Linked DNA regions of Mus musculus: region 1 is linked to region 2. Evidence: chromatin contacts called from public promoter capture Hi-C data. All regions are on one chromosome and are shown on one strand. Each heading gives the region's core, a stretch centred on a gene start, on an enhancer-like site or on the middle of the called end of the contact. The rest is flanking DNA. Distances are from core to core; before and after follow the strand shown.

Region 1 (3,429 bases), core at 483-2,982, 110 kb after region 2:
CCTGCCTCTCACCCGTCTGAGGGTCTCAGGACACCTGAGCCAAGCTTCATGCCTTGTGATGGTGTCTGTGGCTCTATTGGGGTTGGGAGACACATATGCATCTGAGCAGTAAAACTTGTCTCAAGTTCATGTCCTGGTCATTTTCCCTCTCATGACTTCTTCCTGCCATTCTTAGTTAGGCTGCCACCTGATATCCCCGAGTGACTGTTTTCATGTGTGGTCTGCGGCTTTGGCTCCTTCAATACCTTTGTTTAAGCTCAGTGTCACATTGATGAAATCAGCATTTCTCGGAGAGAAATATGCTCTCTCCAGTTTTCATGAGATGCACCGCCTTCTTGCACAAAGCCTGTCACTCACACTGGCGTAGGCCAGTTTCTGTCTGTCAGCAGTCATGGCTACCACTAATCAACCTAAACTTTAAACAGACTTCTCTCCCCATTCGGCCTTTCTTCCGTGAGATAGATACTATGTAGCCAGTACAAGAAATGAGATGCCATTTCCTGCCTAGAGTAGAAAAAATGGTCCCCGAAGAGTGTACATTTGAAAACAGAGCTGTGTGAAAACCTGTTCAGAAGGGTCGTGTTTCCTCAAGTCTCCTCCTAAGCCTCAAACCTGGGTGTCTTGATTTCCAAACTCTGGGGACAGGGTCCTTGTAGCCCCCCTCTAGGCACATTGCAGTGCTGTTTGTGTGGGCAGCTTGTTGTGACACTGGTCTGCGGCTGGTCTTCTGAGATGGCTCAGGGGCCTAATGTCTGATTTCATTTTTCTCAAGGCTGTGAAAGCTTTACCTACTGAGTAAGTCTCCAGATATGGTGGTAAGAAATGGCCACAAACTCAGCAGCTTTTGACAACAGTTCTGGAGGCCAGGAGACTGAGGTCAAGATGTCGGCAGAGCCTGGCTTCCCACTGAGGCTCTGCAGCCTGCTCCTTCCCTCCCCTTTCAGCTTGGTCACCATCCTAACATTTCTGGGCAGCGATGGCATCACTCCAATGTGTGGCTGGATCTTCAGCAGGCTGTTGTGGGTCTAAGGATAGATTTGATAGCATTAGGGGCACCTGGTACCCCGAGGTGAGTTCCTCTCAAAGCCTTTCTCACCTCTTTAGTCATACGGTGGTATTTACAGGCTGCGGGAACCAGACACAGATGTATCTTTGGGTAATTAAAGTGTACCCCACTCAACCCCTGTGATATCAGTGCTGTGGTGTCAGAAACACAACCCATACTTTGACCCTAGAATAGAAAGTCCAGCAGTTAGCCAATGGCCAAGCGGGTGCTGCATCTAGGTGCTAAGTGCAAAGGTGTTCTGTCTTTCTTTGTCGCTCTGATCTCTGTGCTTGCTGGGCCAATGCCAGTCTCTCTCCCTCTCTCTCTCTCTCTCTCTCTCTCTCCCTCCCTCCCTCCCTCCCTCCCTCCCTCCCTCCCTCCCTCCCTCCCTCCCTCCCTCCCTCCCTCTCTCTCTCTCTCTCTCTCTCTCTCTCTCTCTCTCTCTCTCTCTCCTCCCCTAGTGTTGCCATATGATAGTGCAGTGACTGGGACAGCTGTCCTTTCTTAGAATTCTGATCTGCAAAGTGTGCAGGAAGAACTTTCAGGTCTTCAGGGTTTGTAGGTGCACGATACCCAGGCTTCTGGCTCAGGTGTTCTGTTACCTACTGTTAGTGCAAACCCTGGTCTCATGGGTCTCAGCTTTCCACTCTGAATCCAACTCAGTTTATGAAATTCCAGGGAATCAACATATCCTTTGTACTTTCCCCTGATATGGCATGGCAAATGGGTCAAAATATCTGGAACCTTCCACTATGCTGAGGGTAAAAATCTTGGTGCTGACAAAAACGTCCCATGATGTGAGGTGAATTCTTCCTCCTGTTTCCCAATCCTCTGATAAATAAGTATAAAGGCAAATAGACGATCTCAAGAGGGAAAACATCTCTGTGACCAAAGTGTCTGACAGAACATGAAAGAGGAAAGCTTTATTTGTGCCATGGTTCCAGAAGGCTCTGTCTGTGGCTACTTGGTCTCAGGTGCTTGACCAAGAAATCAGGGCAGTAGTGGAGCATGACAGGGGTGATTTTCACCTCAGGGCAGACAGCAAGCAGAGAGAAGGGGACACAGGATGAGGCCAGGGCAGAGCTAGCTCCCAAGCTCACCCCAGTGACCTACTTCCTTTACTTCTACCTTTCAGTAACTCTCAGTGATGTCGTCATGTCATGAGTTCACCGAGGGTTAGTTTATTGCTTAAGTCTGAGCCCTCACAATACCATTGTCTGTAGGCATTCGGGGTCCTTGACATGGTCATGCTGAGGTCAACAGTACACATTCACTCAGGATTGCATCTGTTCCCCATGTTTCTGGGCTTAGATCAAGGGACTGGTCACATGCCCTAATCTGCAGAGCTTTTTCTTTCTGAGTACCAGCTCCATCGGCGCTGTTACCATTCCAATGACACATTGATAGACTACAGGCAAGAGGTGGTCTGCTTCCTTCTGTCTCACACCTCTACCTCTGAGGTCCTCTGGGAGCCTTTGTTCTGAGTCTTCATCCAGACCCACACCAGTCTGCACACACTTATTCTTCGATGCAGCAGGTTCTATGCAGACCACCAGCATCAACTGAAACCAACGTGCTGTCAATAGGCAAAAGCCTTTGGGTATTTTGACTAAATCCAGACAGGATCTGTGGCTTATTTATGAACTCACGTGGCTTTTGACTTCTGCCTTGTTTGCCAAATTGCTGACATGTTCTTAAATTACCCGGTTTGTATTTTTTTCCCTTCTTCTCTGTTGCTTGAGAAGATAAAGCCTCAGGCATGTGGGCTCCCTCTGCTCACAACAGGGGACATTTCACTGGCTACTATCACCCATCCAGAATACATGGATCATCTGAGCTCAGCGTTTAGGCCCCTAGGAGTAAAGACTAGAGTGTGGCGAAGACAAGAGGACGCATCTTTTGTTTAGCACACACACACACACACACACACAAATATGATAGAAAATTTTGTGAGAATTAAAGGAACTCCCTGCAGGTTGACTTTTCGTAGTCTACAGAGATCTAAAGAGCTATCGGTTGCTTTAAGGGTTGACAAGATGGTGAGCATTGGAGATGGGTGGCCTGTAAGTTTGGGGAATGATGAACTTTGTTTCTTAAAAACATTCCAAAAGGTTTTATTTGTGACCTAGTCTCCATAATTCCACCCCTTCTGGAAGATACTACCCATTCCCAAATTTACCACTCCCCGGAGGTTCAGATTGGGCCTGACTAACATATTGTAACTTACCAATTGAAGATGGGGATTGCTCCGCCGTCATTCTAGTCCTACAGTTCTACTCACAGAGAACATCAAAGGGGGTTAGAGAGAGCAGCAACCTCCCACTCTGGATGGTCATTTCCTAAAAGGGAACTCTCACTTGCCTAACCTAAGTCTGTTTAGTTGA
Region 2 (3,912 bases), core at 731-3,230:
ACCTACTGAACGTATTTTAGTGAATGCTTGTTGGAGGGTAGGGACAGATGTGGCCCGCATCGGCTTCTGTTCTGGAGCCTCAGTCTGCCAGAGTCTTTGTTGGCCTCTGCTTTGCTCTTAGCCTGCACAGGACACCCCTCCCCCCACCCTCACTCCTTGGCTGTGAGTGGGTCCCTCTCTCCCGATTTCATAGCAAACACCAAGAGATCTGGACACCTACCTGCTTTGGACAAACTTACAGGAGAGGTTTGCCTTGCCTCAGAGATGTACTGAATGGGAGCATCAGACAAGTTTTTGTGCTCAGAGCTTTTGCCTAGGAGCATCTGGTCTTTTTTTTTTTTTTTTTTTTTTTTTTTTTTTTTTTACTGTTTTACTGTTTTACAGGCATCAGGTATCCCAAGCGCTTGATCTCGGATTACTGGAGCATGGGAGATAAGACCACCAGAGGGCGCCGGAGCCTAGCCTCTGCCGATCCTGCAGTACAACAGGGCCAGCAAGTTCAGAGTTTAGCATACTGAACGCTCAGGATAGCGCAAAAGCCGGTAGAAATGGATGGCTGCCTTCTCTGAAATGCTACTTTTTAAACACAGGGACCAGGTCGGCGCGGTTCCAGATTTGAAGCTGAGTCCCTAAAGTGTGTCTGACAAATGAATGGATGCAAAGTGCTTAGCGGAATTGTTTAAGATACTCTCATGGCTGGAACATTTTCCTCTTGACCTTCTCCACCCTTCTTTAGTCCCTAGGTGGAGCCCCAGGCCCAAAGGTCCTGGCCACTGCTTCACAAATATGATTCCCAGATTGCCCTGAGACAGAGGCAAGTCTCTGTTGTGCACTCCCTTGGGTGAACATGATAACAGAATCCAAATCGCTAATTGGCTATGTGGGAAAAGTGGTCGAAGCATGGCCAACACTGCCTGTGGCAGTGGAAGGTCCAAAGGACGCTGCCCAAAGCCTCTAGCCCTCCAAGATTCAGTCTGCCCCCTCCCCCGTGTCTCCCCACACCCGGGTTGGGGTTGTTTTGGTTGACCAGAGTGGAACACAACGATCTATTGGCAGGGCTGAACACCAATGGGTCTATTTGTAAAGCGCCAATGACCACTTTCTGAAGCAGGGTTTTAGGGAGCGGGGCCTTAGGGAACTCTTTGGTCCTTTTTAGAACACTGGACTTTCTTCTGGAAAGGCAGGAAACACTGAAGTTTAAGAAGTTGTTTCCAGCTTCCATTAACTGAACACACATTAAAACCAAGCACAGAGAATCAGGACGTTTCGCGGGAGTGAGACCCAGTCATTTCTCCTCCGTTTCCATTCTGCAGGGTGAGAGTTGTAATCACCCACCCACTATTCGTACCATCCACCCACCCCCAGTCGAGAGAATAGGGGTACAGAGGGGAGGTGGCAAAGAAAATTCACGATACTGAGTATCTCTGGGAGACCTGTTTGGTCTCTTTGCTCGGTAGCGCAGCCCTACGTTAGAATGCATCTTCCCGGGAATGACTGTAGTGAGACTTTGGCTGGGAATCCAAGTTATTCTAACTGTAGATTGGTCCACGTTGCCCTAAGCCTAGCAGTCCACTGCGGCACAGACACCCTGGACATGAGGTGGGTCAGCTTAAGTTCCTGGCACGAAAGAAAGGGTACTCTGGCAACTTTTGGATGCGGCGAAACAGACTGTTTCGTCTCTCAGGTTCTTATTTCACGGCTTGTGCCTTTGACAGCCCCTTAGTTTCTCTATCTGCAGGATGGGAGCATTAAGCTCTACGACCCAGCCTCTTTACAATTCAGGTCCAAAGAGCCCGCCCAAGTTGGGGACTGGGAAGATCAAAGGTCTCAGCACCCAGCGGAGCCGCGGACACTGAGGGCGCCAAGAAGGGGGTGGGTAGGTAGGGAACTGGAAGGGCGGCTGCTCCGCAGGGGATGCGCGTCAGAGACCCCAGCCACACTCCAGGCCCGCCCCTTGATGAGCCCCGCCCCGCCCCGCCTGGTTTTCGCCTCTAAAGCGCCCAGCGCTCGCCTCCCGCTGCCGCACTTTCACTCTCGGTCCACCTCGGTGTCCTCTTGCTGTCCAGCTCTGCAGCCTCCGGCGCGCCCTCCCGCCCACGCCATGGACGCCAAGGTCGTCGCCGTGCTGGCCCTGGTGCTGGCCGCGCTCTGCATCAGTGACGGTGAGTGCAATCCGCGGCCGGGCCCGGGAAAGGCTCGCAGCTCTGCGCCGGAGCTCCTTCGGGTCCGCGGTTCCTCTGCCCGCGCCGAAGTCGCGGAGAAAGAACTCGGTCGGCGCCGTTCACTACAAGCGAACTTGGGGCAGTCCACTTTGCAGGGCGCACTCCCACCGGGTGCCCTTTCCCGTGTCCCACGGGTCGCACCGAGGTTTTGTGCTCTGCGAAGTGCGGCCATAGGACCTAGAGAGGGCTGCAGGGGAGGACCCGCAGGATTGTTGGGCAAGAGTGGGTTCGGCGCGGAATGGAAGCGTGGGCGATTGTGTCCGGGGCTTGGGCCCCGGAGCGCGCCAGCTGCACTCAGCTAGTGTCTACCGGCGCCCAGATGTTTCCAGAGGCGAAGGGCAGCGCGGTCCCGGAGTTGACCGTGCAAGAGGTTCACTCGGGTGGTGCGTGTGTCAGCAAACTCTCAAAGACCGGTCAAGTAGCTCGAAGTGCATGGCTTGGCTATAGGTTCAGTGGTGAGGCTGAGTTTCGTCCCCTGCGGGTGTAGCGTGTTCTCTTACAGCACCCTCGAGGGGCTCAGGGCCACCAGCAGCGCAGCGCAGCTCTTGAACTCGCGCTGCCAGCCAGGGCCGCGCTTCTGCACAGTTCGTTGGTCCGTAGCGACGCGGACCTGAGCACGCGTCTCTTCACTGCCCCTTTTTCTTCTTACCCGGGTCACTAGACAAAGGCTCAGCAGTTACCCAAGCTATATGCACACCTCTCCCCAACCCCCAAACACACCTGCAAACGGGCGCTTTTGTAGCCAGCCCCGGAGTCCTCAGCTCTGGAATGAGAGCTGCAGCGGAGTTCAGTCTCCCAGACCCAGGGTGGTGTCTTCTTTCACTGGGAAAGGGCTTTCATTTTGTTTTCTTTTTTTGACACTGAAGAGAAAACTCTCAGCGCTGTTACAAGACACCGTTGCTGCAAAACAAAACAAACCATTGCCTCTGAACACAAAACAAAATCCTACTAGTCGATCCCCTGCCTTCCTCCGCAGTGGTGTTTCCTGGAGAGAACTGAGGGACAGTCGGGGCTCTTGGTGAGACTGAGCTCTAAATGCTGCCCAAGTACACCAACTCGTTCGTTTGGGTTCTTTCCCTGTGACAACGGGGTACGGGAATGGTTGGAGTTGCCTAGTCCGAGGGAAATGTTCTGTAAAAGAATAGTCAGTTGCTGATCGGAGTAGTAAAAAAAAAGAAATGAAAGGCAGTTTCGATTTTTTTTTTTTTTTTTTTTTTTTTTTTTGTTACCGAGAACACCCGGGAGGCTGAGCCTTCCCACTGGTCCCCCAGTGCCCCGTCATGGAGCACATTGATTTGGGCATTAATAATTGAATGAGCTGGTGATGTTGCAAGGGTCACAGCCTCTGGCAAGTTAGGTATGGGGCAAGAATGTAGGACTCAGGTCCTCAAGGTTGGAGTGCAATTATCCAGAGTAAAAGTTGTCTCACCCTCAACATATTCTGACCCTAGGAAGAGTCGGATTGTTGACAGTGTCTGGATCAGACCTGTTCTCTAGGCAGGACCCCATTGTGCTGCCCGAATGAACTTTTTTACCTCCTAGTGCCTGTGTGCCCTCTGATCTTACACAGCCCTCAAGTTGCAGCACGGCTAACCTTGCTGTGGTTCCTGTCTTTTCCCATCAGCTACTCCAACTCAGAAGCTAGATAGTAGACACCGGAGGCTTCTTTGGTTAAACCCAGAGCAGCAGG

Evidence for each region. Promoter capture Hi-C pulls out the DNA fragments that hold promoters and counts their contacts.
Region 1: a promoter capture Hi-C map of liver shows a contact between it and region 2, with 2.4 times the contacts expected there. The contact joins the enhancer-like site here to the promoter of Cxcl12 in region 2. A contact is called at or near these places in 9 of 39 promoter capture datasets (the 3T3-L1 cell line, 3T3-L1-derived adipocytes, cranial neural crest and 4 more), 15 of 484 Hi-C or Micro-C datasets (the 3T3-L1 cell line, the C2C12 cell line, adipose-derived mesenchymal stem cells and 6 more), 2 of 115 datasets of contacts at active chromatin or transcription factors (craniofacial prominence and large pre-B cells) and 2 of 9 other capture datasets (adipose tissue and embryonic stem cells).

The regions. Positions count from the first base shown.
Region 1 is chr6:117,274,854-117,278,282 of GRCm38.p6, forward strand. No RefSeq gene overlaps it. Among named protein-coding and RNA genes, the nearest start is that of Cxcl12, 110 kb to the left of the region's middle. Within about 2 kb of position 1,733, at least 4 of the 459 cell types and tissues checked have an H3K27ac peak or open chromatin away from gene starts, as enhancers often do. A contact at or near this core is called in liver, where this site is marked.
Region 2 is chr6:117,166,555-117,170,466 of GRCm38.p6, forward strand. Cxcl12 (chemokine (C-X-C motif) ligand 12) reads left to right here and starts at 1,981. Exons shown (of 3, transcript NM_021704.3): 1 at 1,981-2,162. The coding sequence starts at 2,102.